3 separate regions of the Sus scrofa genome follow, and all the other regions are linked to region 3. A link is a contact called in public HiChIP or PLAC-seq data. All regions are on one chromosome and are shown on one strand. The core of a region is the stretch at or near the end of the contact, and the rest is flanking DNA. Distances in the headings are between cores, read along the strand shown. Region 1 holds the start of CCND3 (cyclin D3). Region 2 holds the start of BYSL (bystin like). Region 3 holds the start of TOMM6 (mitochondrial import receptor subunit TOM6 homolog).

Evidence for each region. HiChIP or PLAC-seq counts read pairs in DNA pulled down with a chosen protein or histone mark.
Region 1: an H3K27ac HiChIP or PLAC-seq map of alveolar macrophages shows a contact between it and region 3. The contact joins the promoter of CCND3 here to the promoter of TOMM6 in region 3. A contact is called at or near these places in 3 of 5 promoter capture datasets (fetal liver, fetal skeletal muscle and liver), 10 of 47 Hi-C or Micro-C datasets (alveolar macrophages, blood, brain and 4 more) and 2 of 2 datasets of contacts at active chromatin or transcription factors (alveolar macrophages and skeletal muscle).
Region 2: an H3K27ac HiChIP or PLAC-seq map of alveolar macrophages shows a contact between it and region 3. The contact joins the promoter of BYSL here to the promoter of TOMM6 in region 3. A contact is called at or near these places in 4 of 5 promoter capture datasets (fetal liver, fetal skeletal muscle and liver), 14 of 47 Hi-C or Micro-C datasets (alveolar macrophages, blood, brain and 7 more) and 2 of 2 datasets of contacts at active chromatin or transcription factors (alveolar macrophages and skeletal muscle).

Annotation. Positions count from the first base shown.
Region 1 is chr7:37,092,467-37,096,433 of Sscrofa11.1, reverse strand. CCND3 (cyclin D3) reads left to right here and starts at 1,622. Exons shown (of 5, transcript NM_001078678.1): 1 at 1,622-1,819; 2 at 2,700-2,915. The coding sequence starts at 1,622.
Region 2 is chr7:37,073,202-37,077,233 of Sscrofa11.1, reverse strand. BYSL (bystin like) reads right to left here and starts at 2,717. Exons shown (of 7, transcript NM_001130731.1): 1 at 2,425-2,717. The coding sequence starts at 2,692. It overlaps MED20 (mediator complex subunit 20), which reads left to right and starts at 3,084. Exons shown (of 4, transcript NM_001206352.1): 1 at 3,084-3,227. The coding sequence starts at 3,214.
Region 3 is chr7:36,974,940-36,979,020 of Sscrofa11.1, reverse strand. TOMM6 (mitochondrial import receptor subunit TOM6 homolog) reads right to left here and starts at 2,543. Exons shown (of 1, transcript XM_013977927.1): 1 at 2,143-2,543. The coding sequence starts at 2,274. The coding sequence ends at 2,143. PRICKLE4 (prickle-like protein 4) reads right to left here. Exons shown (of 8, transcript XM_021098686.1): 5 at 3,673-3,877; 6 at 2,147-3,212; 7 at 1,297-1,401; 8 at 733-1,058. The coding sequence ends at 2,839. USP49 (ubiquitin carboxyl-terminal hydrolase 49) reads left to right here. Exons shown (of 8, transcript XM_021098683.1): 8 at 1-730.

The sequences.
Region 1 (3,967 bases), core at 373-2,872, 120 kb before region 3:
ACAGCTGACAGGTTACACCATAGCCACAGCCACACCAGATCCTTAACCCACCGAGTGAGGCCAAGGATCAAAACTGTATCCTCATGGATAATTATTAGGGTTTGTAACCCTCTGAGCCAAAACGGGAACTCCAATTATTATTTCTTTTTTTGTGTGGCTTATCTGTGTTTTCTACATTGCTGATGACTATTTCCATGATATGTAAATGAGGAAAGCTTTATTATCTTAAAAAGAACTGATAGAGAAAATCCTTAACATAGAGCTTGCCTCTTCTATAGGCTCTCATCTCTCTGGTAACTCTCTTCCTTAGGGTTTCCTCTACTTGGAGGACCCCAGGAGAGGCAGGGATCCCCATGGCCTCCTCCTATTTAGAGCATTACCAGAGGAGTTCCTGTGGTGGTGCAGTGGAAACCAATCTGATTAGGAACCATGAGGTTTTGGGTTCGATCCCTGGCCTCAATCAGTGGGTTAAGGACCTGGCGTTGCTGTGAGCTGTGGTGTAGGTCGAAGATGAGGCTTGGATCTGGTGTTGCTGTGGCTCTGGCGTAGGCCGACAGCTGTAGCTCCGATTCGACCCCTAGCCTGGGAACCTCCATGTGCTCTGGGTGCGGTCCTAAAAAATAAAAAGAAAAACAAAAATTAAAGAAACTCTTCCAAAAAGGATCTAGTTTCCCCACCCATGTTTTCCTCAGACAGAAACTAAGGCGGACTTCAGGGTTTTTCCAAGGCCACACAGCCAACTTGAAGAGGTGAGGCCTTGAATCCACGGTCTTTCCGCCCCGTTGTATTTCTGAAATGTGCGGATTTAGACTAGCTCTTCTAGCACTTTAATATGCACAGGAATCACCAGGGATCTTGTTGAAATGCAGATTTTGATCCTGCAGGGAATGGTGCAGAGCACAGGTTCTGGAGTCAGACTGTCAGCTTCCCAATCCTATAGCTCAGACTAAGACTGTATTTACCGTGTTTCGGTTTCCTCAATTTCAAAACCAATACAAGACCTAATTCATAGCTTTTTTCATGAAGAATCAAAAGTGCTTACAACAGTCTTCACCTAGAACTAGCTTTTTTTTATTTTTTTAAGAACTAGCTACTTTATTATTATTCATATTCCCTAAAGCAAGCAGCGGGTGAAGTCGGGTTTGATGACTGACTGAATGAATGAATAACCTTTGGAGAAAAGTTCTTCCTGGGCAACTGGAGTCTGAGCAGCCAAACGGGAGGGCTTGTAGGTGGGGAAGAGCCCCACCTCCAAAGTACCTCTCTGCACCGGGTGGTCAGAAGGCTCGGAGCGCCCGGAAGCCGGCCGGCCCGCGCCCGGCGGACCAATACGGCCGCCCGGGGGCGGGGTGGGGGGGAGCGCCCGCCCGCCCTTTCCGTCTGGGCGCCGGAGGCCCCGCCCCTTGGGACGTCGCGACGTCCGAGCATTCCACGGTTGCTACTCGGTCGCGAGGGGCGGGGCGCCTGTCAGGGAAGCGGCGCGCGGCGGCGGGGGCGGGCTGAGGCTCCAACGCGGAGTGCCAGCGCCAGCACCAGTCCCGCGCCCCGCGCTCTCCGGCCCGCCGCCTTGCGTTCTGGCTCGCCAGCCCGCACTCCCGCCCTGCCCGTGCGCTGCCCGAGTATGGAGCTGCTGTGCTGCGAGGGCACCCGGCACGCGCCCCGGGCCGGGCCGGACCCGCGGCTGCTGGGGGACCAGCGGGTCCTGCAGAGCCTGCTCCGCCTGGAGGAGCGCTATGTGCCCCGCGCCTCCTACTTCCAATGTGTGCAGAGGGAGATCAAGCCGCACATGCGGAAGATGCTGGCGTACTGGATGCTGGAGGTACCGCCCGGACTGGTCTCCCCTCCCCCGCCACCCTTGCGTCCCCCAGCTCCGGACATCCCGGGGCCGCCCTGTCGGGACATCCTGGTCCCAACAACAATCATCAAGATGTTTCTGTGGCGCACATCCCCGGGGCCTGGCCTTGCGCTCGCGCACCCTAGCCGGCTGCCTCCCAGGTGGTCCTTTCTTTCTCTTCTCCAACCCTGGCTTTGACTGCCAGTCGTTTGGCACCCTAACTAACCCTCTCTTGGGCCGGGAAAGCGGGACAAGGGCCACCCTCTCCCCTCCGGCTTCTCCCAGCGTCTCCTGCCTTGCTCCCCTGCCCGGCCCTCTCTGGAGAGCGCGGCTGGAAAACCTTGGGCTCAGCCGCCCCCGCCGCAGAGCCGGTTCCTGTGTGTGTCGCGGGGTTCTGGCGGGGAAGGCGGTGGGGGTGGCGCGCGCTGTTCCGGCCGTCAGGGAAATGAAAAGTGCGGGAGGCCGCGGCTGGAGTCTCCTCCCTTCCCTTTGGGTGTGTGCAGTGGGTGGCGGTAATGGGGGTAAGGTCCCAGTTCTCTGGCTACAGTGGGTGACTCGTCCGTCCCCCATCGCCCTCGGTATGGGGGAGGGCAGACTCAGTTTGGAATCCTTAAGGGAGCCTCTGGCTTACAGCCCCCCTCTCCCCAGCCCCGGGTGTGGGGGTGGAGGCAACGTCGAGGAAGTGGGGGGGGCGTCACCTTGGGGAAGGCGCATCCTGCGTTTTAGTCCCTGTCACTGTAAGGACACCTACCCCCTGCCATTTCTTGCTCCCCGTCCCAATCCCTTTCAGCCCCCCCCCCCAACCTTTAGTGCTGCTGCGTCTCCTCTGCCTCTGTCCCAGAAATGACCGTGCGCCCTCCCCCAGGTGTGTGAGGAGCAGCGCTGTGAGGAGGAAGTCTTCCCCCTGGCCATGAACTACCTGGATCGCTACCTGTCCTGCGTCCCCACCCGCAAGGCGCAGTTGCAGCTCCTGGGTGCGGTCTGCATGCTGCTGGCCTCCAAGCTGCGCGAGACTACGCCCCTGACCATCGAAAAACTGTGCATCTACACGGACCACTCTGTCTCTCCCCGCCAGCTGCGGGTGCGTGCACAACTCCCCCCGCCCCCCAACATCTCCTGCCTCCTCACTCACCAGAAAAAGGAAAGCTAAGACCTCGGGCGGCTTTCTGCCCTTGCACAGGGTAGCAGAGGCTTTTTAAATTTTTTTTGGACAAAGGATGGGGCCGTGTGGTGTGATGGTCAGCGTAGCCCCCGCCCAGGTCGTAGCCGCCCCCCCCCGTTCCCCCCCCCCACGCGCTCCCAGGCCTGCGCTGCCGGCAGGAACTAAATCCCCTTCTCCTGGCCTCCAGGGGGTGCCACTCCTTCCTGGTCTTTCCTCCAGATAGCAACAAGTCAAACTGCATGTCTACACTCACTAGTACTTTGCCTCTGGGTTTACACAGCCACCGTGAGTTATTTATTGGCAGCAGCAGGACGTGCCTGCGCACCCCCACTGGAGTCGGGGAGTGGAATGTGCTTCGTGTGGGGGAGGGGGGCTCGGTTGAGTCTTTATCCCAGTGTGTGGACTTTGTGATGGAAAAGCCTCCCAGAGCAGATTAAAGCCAGGCGTTGGTGGCTCTGAGGCAGGGCCGTGGCGTTTGGTCCCACCTTCTTCTCTCCTTCCTCTTCTCTCCCCAGGGAGACCGCTCCTTCCGAATCCTCCCTTCCTAGCCTCTCTCTGAAAAACCTGAGCAGCTGCTCCTGGCCTGGTGGAATCATCTCTCCCTTTCCCCCTTAGCCAAAGGCCAGAGCTGAGGGACAGACAGGGGGGCTGAGCTGCAGCTGCTTCCGATGTGATAATGATGGCCTCTCCCCAGGCCCACCCACTCTGCCCAAGGTCTTTCATAACCCTGTGGGGAGCTGCTGTCACTCCTGTGGTTTGGGAAGTGGCTCCCTGGGCCTCTTGCTGGGAACTCAGGCTGGGTGCTTCCGAGACAGAGGAGTGATGGGCTCTCCTTCCCCACTGAGCTGGGAGAGGAGGTTGCTGAGGGCCTGCAGATCATGCTTGGGGGTCTGGGGGAGAGGGCTGAGCCGGCACCTTCCTCCACCTTGCTCTGCAGCCGCCTGGTCAGAGCAGGAGTCCTGGGGCCCCAT
Region 2 (4,032 bases), core at 1,468-3,967, 98 kb before region 3:
CACAGCAACGCAGGATCCAAGCTGTATCTGTGACCTACACCACAGCTCATGGCAACACTGGATCTTTAACCAGCTGAGCAAGGCCAGGGATTGAACCCGCAACCTCATGGTTCCTAGTCGGATTTGTTTCCGCTGTGCCACAACGGGAACTCCAAAGGGTGTTGTAATTTTTCATAGAGTGGTCAGGGCAGGTGGGTCTGAGAAAGTGAGGGATTAAGGGAGGAAACCTACAGGTGCACGGAGGACAGAAGTTACCAGGCCAAAAGCCCTAACTTGAAATGTTTCAAGAACAATGAGGCCATAAGGATGGAGTGAAGAGGGCAAAGGGAAAGTAGAAGGGGTCAGACTGGCCACAGGGGCATCTCACACAGGTCTTTGTAGATCCTTGTAACCCTCTAGTGTTGAGCTGAGAATGGATTGTAGGGGTATGGGATACTAGTTAGGAAGCTACTGCAATCATCCGGCAGAGGGGGCGAGGTGCTGTGACCGGGATGGTGTCCCAAGGTGGTGAGAAACAGTCGATTCTGGATCTATTTTTAAGGTAGAGTCAACAGGATTTCCTAACAGGTCAGATGTGGAGTGAGGAAGAGAGGAGTCTGGGAGGTTTCTGTCTCGAGCAAATGGAAGGATATCGGGGCATTAATGGAGATGAGGTAGATGCTGGGTGGAGCAGATGTGTCAAGACAGCAGGATTTCTGTTCTAGATATGTTGAATGTGAGATGTCTATTAGACTTCAAATTGGAGAGGCTGAACAGGTAGCTGAAATATAAGAACTTGGGTTGCAGGGAAAAGGTCAGGGCTAGAATATGATCTTGGAAGCAGTGACCAAATACCAAATAGTATTTAAACCTTGAAACTGATGACAGCACCAAAAAAGTGAACACAAGTTAAGAGGTCCAAGGACCTGTCACTGTGGTGGCTTGGGTTCAATCCCAGGCCTGGGAACTAAGGGAAAAAAAAAAAAAAAAAAAAAAGTGGAGGACAAAAGAGGAGCCAGCAAAGGATACTGAGATGTCAGGAAGTAGTAAAACTGGGATGTGATGTCTTTAATCTTGATCCTGCAGCCAGGAGGCTAGTGTTTCACTGTGAACATGGCTCACAGGGCAAATGAAAGATGAGATCTGAGACCTGGACTAAACAAGCAACTTGGAGGTCAATACTCCCAGCCTAGTAAGGAAAAACTGACCCTCTTTTAATTAATCTCTTTCCCTCTTTAGCCCTTAAACGGTATCCTTCTTTCTGCTCAGAGCAGAAACTCCCCCGTTTCAGGTCTTGTAACTGAGCAGAGCCCCATGGGGCTCCTGGGCACAAGCCTTTCTGTGTCATCCATTTCTTGTTTTGGGAAATAAACTTCAGCCTCCATGACCTTCTCAGAGTTCCAAAGGGCAGGTTCACACAGTTGCTAATCAGGGGAGGGTGAGGATGCAGAGACTGGGGAGGAACAGTTAAAAGACAATAGTACAGGAATTCCTTTTGTGACTCCGTGGTAATGAACCCAACCAGCATCCAGGATGCGGGTTTGATCCCTGGCCTTGGAGGATCTGGTGTTGCCATGAGCTGTGATGCATGTCACAGACATGGCTTGGATCTGGCATTGCTGTGGCTGTGGTGTAGGTCAGCAGCTGCAGCTCTGACTGGACCCCTAGCTCAGGAACCTCCATATGCCACAGGTGCGGTCCTAAAAAGCAAAAAAAAAAAAAAACAAAAAACAGAGACAATAGTGCAACCTTGGGGCAGGTCCAGATTCCTCCTCAAGGAATATACATAGTATCTTTGAGCCCTTCTGCAGAACTATTACTTGATGAAGTATGAAGCATTCTTCAGTGGAAAAAAGGAGGACCACCAGAACCAGTCCTGGGGCCACTAAACAGGAGCGTGAGAAACCGTGCAAGTTTGCCTCGACCCTGGTCCTTAACTGCGGCTCTATTTTCCACTCTTACACTGTAAAACCATCTCCTAATCTCTCTCAAGGGGACCATAGTCTTTAGGGCACTAACCTGCTCTGGCCCTCCTTTGGCAGAGCAATAGAGATATCTTTTTCTTCTTCACCCAAAACCCTGTCTCTGTGCTTCAACTGGGCATCGGAGGACAGAGACAGAGTTTTGGCAACACTACCTGCCTCATATCCTAGCTCCCCTCCTCGCACCGGTTTCCTCCGTGCTACCTGAGATTCTGTCTCCCGGGCCTAGGTCCTAATTTTGCTCCAAATAAAACTTAACTCTCAACTTTTAGGTGAAGGTCTCCAGCCACCCTAAATCCGGCCAGGGCTGGGTCTCCCATTCCATTACCTTTGCTAGAGTGTAATACGCCCCCCTGGGTTTTTTTTTTTTTTTTTAATTCCAAACTATTATCCTGCCGGACACTTTTCAGCCTACCACTACCAACTACCCATCCTCTTTCTCGCACCCACTCTCGCTACTCACCCAGCCGCGTGGTGCGATCTTGAGGTGCCGCCGGCCTGTCCCCGGTCCCATGCTCAGCCTCGAGCTCCTCTTGCTGCTGCCGCGCTTGTTGCAAAATCCGTCGGGTCAGCCGAGGCCCCACGTACTCCTCCTCCTCTTCTCCGGTTCCGCGACCCCGCCGCTTTTCCCGGGTCCCCGCCCGCACCGCATTCCCAGCCAGGATTTGGTCGGCCAGGGGCGCATGCTTTTCCTGACCCTCGGCCCCGCGGGCGGCCTTGAGTTTGGGCATTTCGCTAGAAAACCTCGCCGGGAAGTTTCACATGTGGGGACAGAGGAAAAGCTCTGAGTGCGCCGGCGCAGGGAACTCCCCAGAGGCCAGACGGTGATTACAGCGCCCCCTGGTGTTCGGAGGCCGGACCTGCCACCATCCCCGCCCCACCCCCTGATAGAGCTCCTGAGTCCTGGAGCTGGACTCCCGAATAAACTCATTGCAATTAACATCGCCTTCTCTAAGCAGTGGCAGTCCAAGCCACGCTTTCTTAGCTTCATGAATCTAGGCCCGGGGTGATTTGTCGAATAGGAAGTCCCCGAGCTGCAAGCCTAGGGGGCGGAGCCCTGCAGTGACGTCACTGGAGGCGCCTGTACGCCCCGTTCCTCGTGGCCGCCGAAGGGACTCGCACTTTTTACGTTATTTCCGGAGCACCTCCTACTACCGAAGCTTTCGTTAGGTCGGTGGTTTCACCTCGCGTGGGCTGCAGCAGAGCACTGCGTATCAGCTGTTCAGTACTGTCATCTTCCTGGCCTAACATCATGGGAGTGACTTGGTAGGACTTCAAGGGATTTCGTGGGGCGAAGCTTGGGGTGGTGAAGGGCCGGTGGAGCCTCCAGTGTCCCCGAGAGGAGGATCGGGATCAGGGTCTGAGAGAGATGCCCTCGAGTTGTGTGGGTGAGGGGACCACTGTGAGGGCTGCGAAATCTGCGGGCCTTTTTCCTCGGAGATGCGCCCCTTCTTTCTCAAAGGTGGCAGGTTAAAAATTTTTATCTTAAGAATCCACCAGTGGTCGCGTACCTCCTTCCGTTTTTCTTGGTATATTCTTCCTGCTCGTCATCCCACAGTACTGCCTGGGGTCGGAAATAGTATGTCGGGTTTAGGACCCATCTGCAGTCAAGGTTGGATGGGTTGTGGGGAGGGAGATAGACAACATTGAAGGCAGTATCTTTTTTAGGTTTTTGCCCTTCCCTATGGCCACTAAATGCAGTTAGACCAGCCTGTGTCTAGTTCTAATTTGGCCATTTTAAGATCTCGGGTCTAGAGGGGGAAAAAAAGAAGCTATTGGGAGTTAGGAGATTGGGATGTTAGGCACATCACCTCCTCAGAACCTGTTTCCTACTATGTTTAATTACATGCTTGGTTTAGTTTCTGTGGACTTAATATCTGTAACGTGTTATGAGTCAGAGTGCAGGGAAATATGGGCCTCATGCTCTTGGAGGCATTAGTTCCAAAATGCTAGATTTCAGGGCTTAAAAGAAAAAAAAAAAAAAAGGTATCTGGAGCATCTTTCCAATCAGAGAGGGCTAGAGGCCAGGGTATCAGGAGTCAGTGGCTATAGAGTCTTCATATAAGAAAAG
Region 3 (4,081 bases), core at 1,294-3,793:
TAAGGCCTCTGTGGTGCATTTATACTGACCTTCCTTTCCAATTCATGTCCTTTAATCCCACACCAGTTCCATAGGAGACTTGGCACAGAAAGGCAGTGTGTATTTTTTAAATACCTAGTAGAGCAAATCAACTAGAAGAAATTGCCAAGGGGAGCCTATCTCAATGTCCACACTCTTCTAAGCCTACATGATTCTTTCCATGCCAGCTCCGTACATATACCATTTCCAAAGAAGCCCAAACTACTGGACAGTGGCACTACCACTGTAGGGTCAAAAAACATCTATTTCCTTGTGAAAGAAGCAGCTTCCTCAAGCAGTGTCACTTCAGTGTCCACTGCCCAGGCTTACTCACACTTTGCCTCCACCTGCACATCACTGCCCTCATACCCCACTGTATTACAGCCACAATGCCTCCCTGGTGCCTGGAGAACCCACCTGGTGCACTAAAATGCTATGCAACACCAAAATGGCTTCTTCCCTTAGCACTGCTCAAAAATGGAAATTCCTCAATGATAAGCTTCATCCTATGTTAACATCAGTGTATGGTGGCTACAGTTTGTTTCTTTTTTTCTTTTAATATGAAGCAAACCACCTCTGTTACAATTCATGTTTGGGACTTGTTCCTGTCTCAGTGTGAAATAGAAATCATGTTTTTATGATTTTTGTAAATCTTGACTTTTTACACCTTGTTTTTGTAAGCCGAAGTTTCTTATTAAAAGAATAAAATGGCTGTCTTTGTGTAGAGTCTTTATTTCAAATATTTGTTAAAATACCATTAGATTATTCCTCAGGACAAGAGCAAAGATAAGCCCCTGCAGAAACTTAGGAACTATGTACAGAACTTTACAGAACAGAGAAGAACACTTTAGCTGAGGCCTGCCTGCTGACCAGAGGAGGGTGTTCTGAGTGGACTCAGCAAAGAAAAGGAAATCAAGCAGGGAAGGAAGGCTGCCCATCTGAATCAAACGTCAGCTGCCATCAGGGCAAGTCTTGTGATGGTCACAGATGGGATGCTCTGTTTTTGGAAGGTTGGAGGACAGCACAGGGGTTCCATGTGTCTGCAATCAGACAACAGGTGGCATTAGAAATGTAAAATCACTGGAGGGAAACTGGTAATTGACTCAAAAACCTTGCAACATCTGGAAACACATTTAACCAGGAATAGCCAAGAGTTGGTTTTACATCCAGTCTCTCTCCTATTAACCATTAAACTGTTGTGTGAATGGCTGATATAAATTATATCTTCTCCCAGCCTACAGGATGCCTAAAACAAGTGGAACAGTGGTTAGTGCTTACCTTTATGGCTAAACCCCTGGCTGAGGTGCCATCAGGTCAATGTCACTCAAATTCCTGGCCAGCCAAACGCCTGCAGCAAAGAGCCCCAAATTGAGGATCAAGTTCCTGGAAAGAGAATGCATTCCATGGAATTCCCGTCGTAGCTCAGAGGAAACGAATCTGACTCGTAACCGTGAAGACACAGGTTCAATCTCTGGCCTCGCTCAGTGGGTTAAGGATCCGGCTTTGCCGTGAGCTGTAGTGTCGGCGGCAGACGCAGCTCGGATCCTGCACCGCTGTGGCTGTGGTGTAGGCCAGCGGCTACAGCTCCATTTCGACCCCTAGCCTGGAAACCTCCATATGCCGCAGATGCGGCACTTAAAAAAGAAAAAAAAAAAATGCATCCCATTAACCCTGTGGTCCCTGAGTCAAGTGTCTTCGGTTAATGAAAGACACTGAGGGAAAAGGCTTCCCATCATCACCCTAGAAAAACCTCCCCGAGGCAAAAACATTGCTTAAAATCGCAGAAGCGTTGATCATTCCGTAATAGGTTGCCCAAGACCCACGTGGTTATTTAGGGCGCGTTTCCATATCTAATAACAGCAGAGTCAAGTGCAAAGCAGCCTTTCAGGGTCGAAAAGCCTGTTTTACGTGTTGGTGTCTCCTCTCCCTGGGTCCCTGTGGTCAGGGTGAGAGTCTCTAGACAGAGCCCGCGACTGAAAAGAGCGCTCTGGCCGGGCGGAACTCTCCCAGTCAAAGGCCTCGGCAAAGCACACCCAGAGCCACGAAGAGATCAAGATGTTGGCAGTGTAAAAAATCGGGAGGGTCTAGCCTCGGCGAAGAAGGGACCCAGCTCCCGCGCCTCGGTTACCTCCGGAAGTCATTCCTATCGGTAGCAAAGCGGTAGACGCCCCGAAGCCAATCTCCCACGTTGTCTGGAATTTCGGGAGCTTCATTTGACGAGCCCGCAGGGTTCACGCCAACCCCAGTGGAAGTCATGGCAGCACCTCCGAACTCTGCGAGGCCTCTCTCTACCCACCGTGCCGGCGCCGGCGGATCACGCAATTTCCGGTCTTGCACTTCCGCCGGCTACCAGCAGGCAGAGGGCGCCGCTGCTGCAGCTCGACCCGACTCCGGGAGGGAGGGAGAACTCCAAGCTCTGCGGGAAGCGAAGCGCCGCCCAGCTCCAACCTCCCCTGGTCGGGTTCCACCTCCAGCTCCCTCTTGGCTTTCGCCCACCCGTCATCATCACTAGTGGTCTCTTGAGTGATCACTTCATTGGCTCAGGAGGAGGATGAGGGGGATGGGGCTGCCCAGCCTGTTGGGGTCGGATAGGGGCTCTCTTAGAGGGGATGCGTAGCTTTGGGGAATGGGGTTCCACAAGAGTCTCCACGAAAAGTGTGCGGGCTGAAAGGAAGCACTCCGAATTTATCATCTCGCCGCCTCTCCCAGCCACGGCCCTGATAACGTTCAGTCTAGGATTTTTATATTGGGGGGGGGAACCTCGCTCTCTTGCCCTACAGTTCACCCTCCCACCAGCCCCTCATTCTCCGGGTTGCGCTACTAGCAAATGGTGCAATGCTTCCTGGAGGTGTCGCTGTCCCCAGCTTGGAGACTTCTGGGGGTCTCCCAGGGCCGGGGAAGCCGCTGGCCTAAGAAAAATCCTTCGGGTTCCGATTCAGAGGAAGAGGAGCAGGTGGGGCAGGGAGCGTCCTCCTTGGGATCAAGAGGAGTCTCCAGGAGGCTCTGCTCTTGCCCTTTGGGTGCCTCCGCTTTGTTCCCAGCTTGACACTCCTGCTCCGGACTGGATCCAAGCATCTCCGTCTGGGTTTCCACACTAGAGTTGTCGCCAGTGGCGAGAAGGGCTGCCCGGGAGATGGACGCAGACTTCCGCAGGTAGCTGTCGGGGTCTTCACCTCTGCCGAGCTCCGCCTCTCCTGTGCCAGGCCGGGTCAGAAACACCCGCCTCAGAGCCTCTAGTCTTCTCTGCAGGATCCGGGCGGCCAGTCCCCGTCGGGGCCCAGCCTCCCGCCCCGCCCCTGGGCCGTGCGCGCCGCCGCCGCAAGTCCTCTCCCGGCTCCCGCCCCACCCCGCCTCCGCCCACCAGAGGGCAGCCGCGGCCCCAGCTCCGGAGCGAGTCCCGAGCCGCAGCCCCAACCGCGGCGCGGGGAGGGTTCGGGAGGCCCTTGGAGCGCTCCGGCCAGGGAGGCGCGGTGAGAGCTGCGGGCCCCGAGGCTCGGGTCTGGGGTGCGGTGGGGACGACGGGGGCGCTACTGGAGGGACGGGACGGCGTGGGACCGGGGTGAGGGTCCCAGCCCGGGAGAACGCCCCCCCTCAGCCCAGCCCAAGCCGCTGCCCCCTTCCCCTTTGATCTATCTGCTCCTTCTCCTCCCTTACCCAGGGACGCCCTGCCTTCCTGGGTTCCAGCCGGCCTCGAGCCGGCATCTGAATAGCGACTCTCAAAGCAGCTGGGGCAGCAGGGGTCACCCCCCGGCAGGGCATAAAGTCCCCCGCCCAAGGGCCCGGCGCAGTCCTGGCAGCAGAAGTGGTTCTCGTGCCAGCGCCGTCCTTCGGCCTCGGTGCAACGCCGGGAGAAGATCAGCTGGGAGAGGGAGAGGGGAACGGCTCATTCATTCATTCACTCATTCATCCATCCGATAACCACGCCTTATGCCCAGTTAACGCTAAGCACGTCTACAGACATTCCCATCTGATCTACTCAGCCACTCTCGGATGCGGGGAGGGCTAATTGGCTTAGCCAGGATCCCCCAGCTAGCAAGTGGCACAGTCTGAAGAAGTACGACCC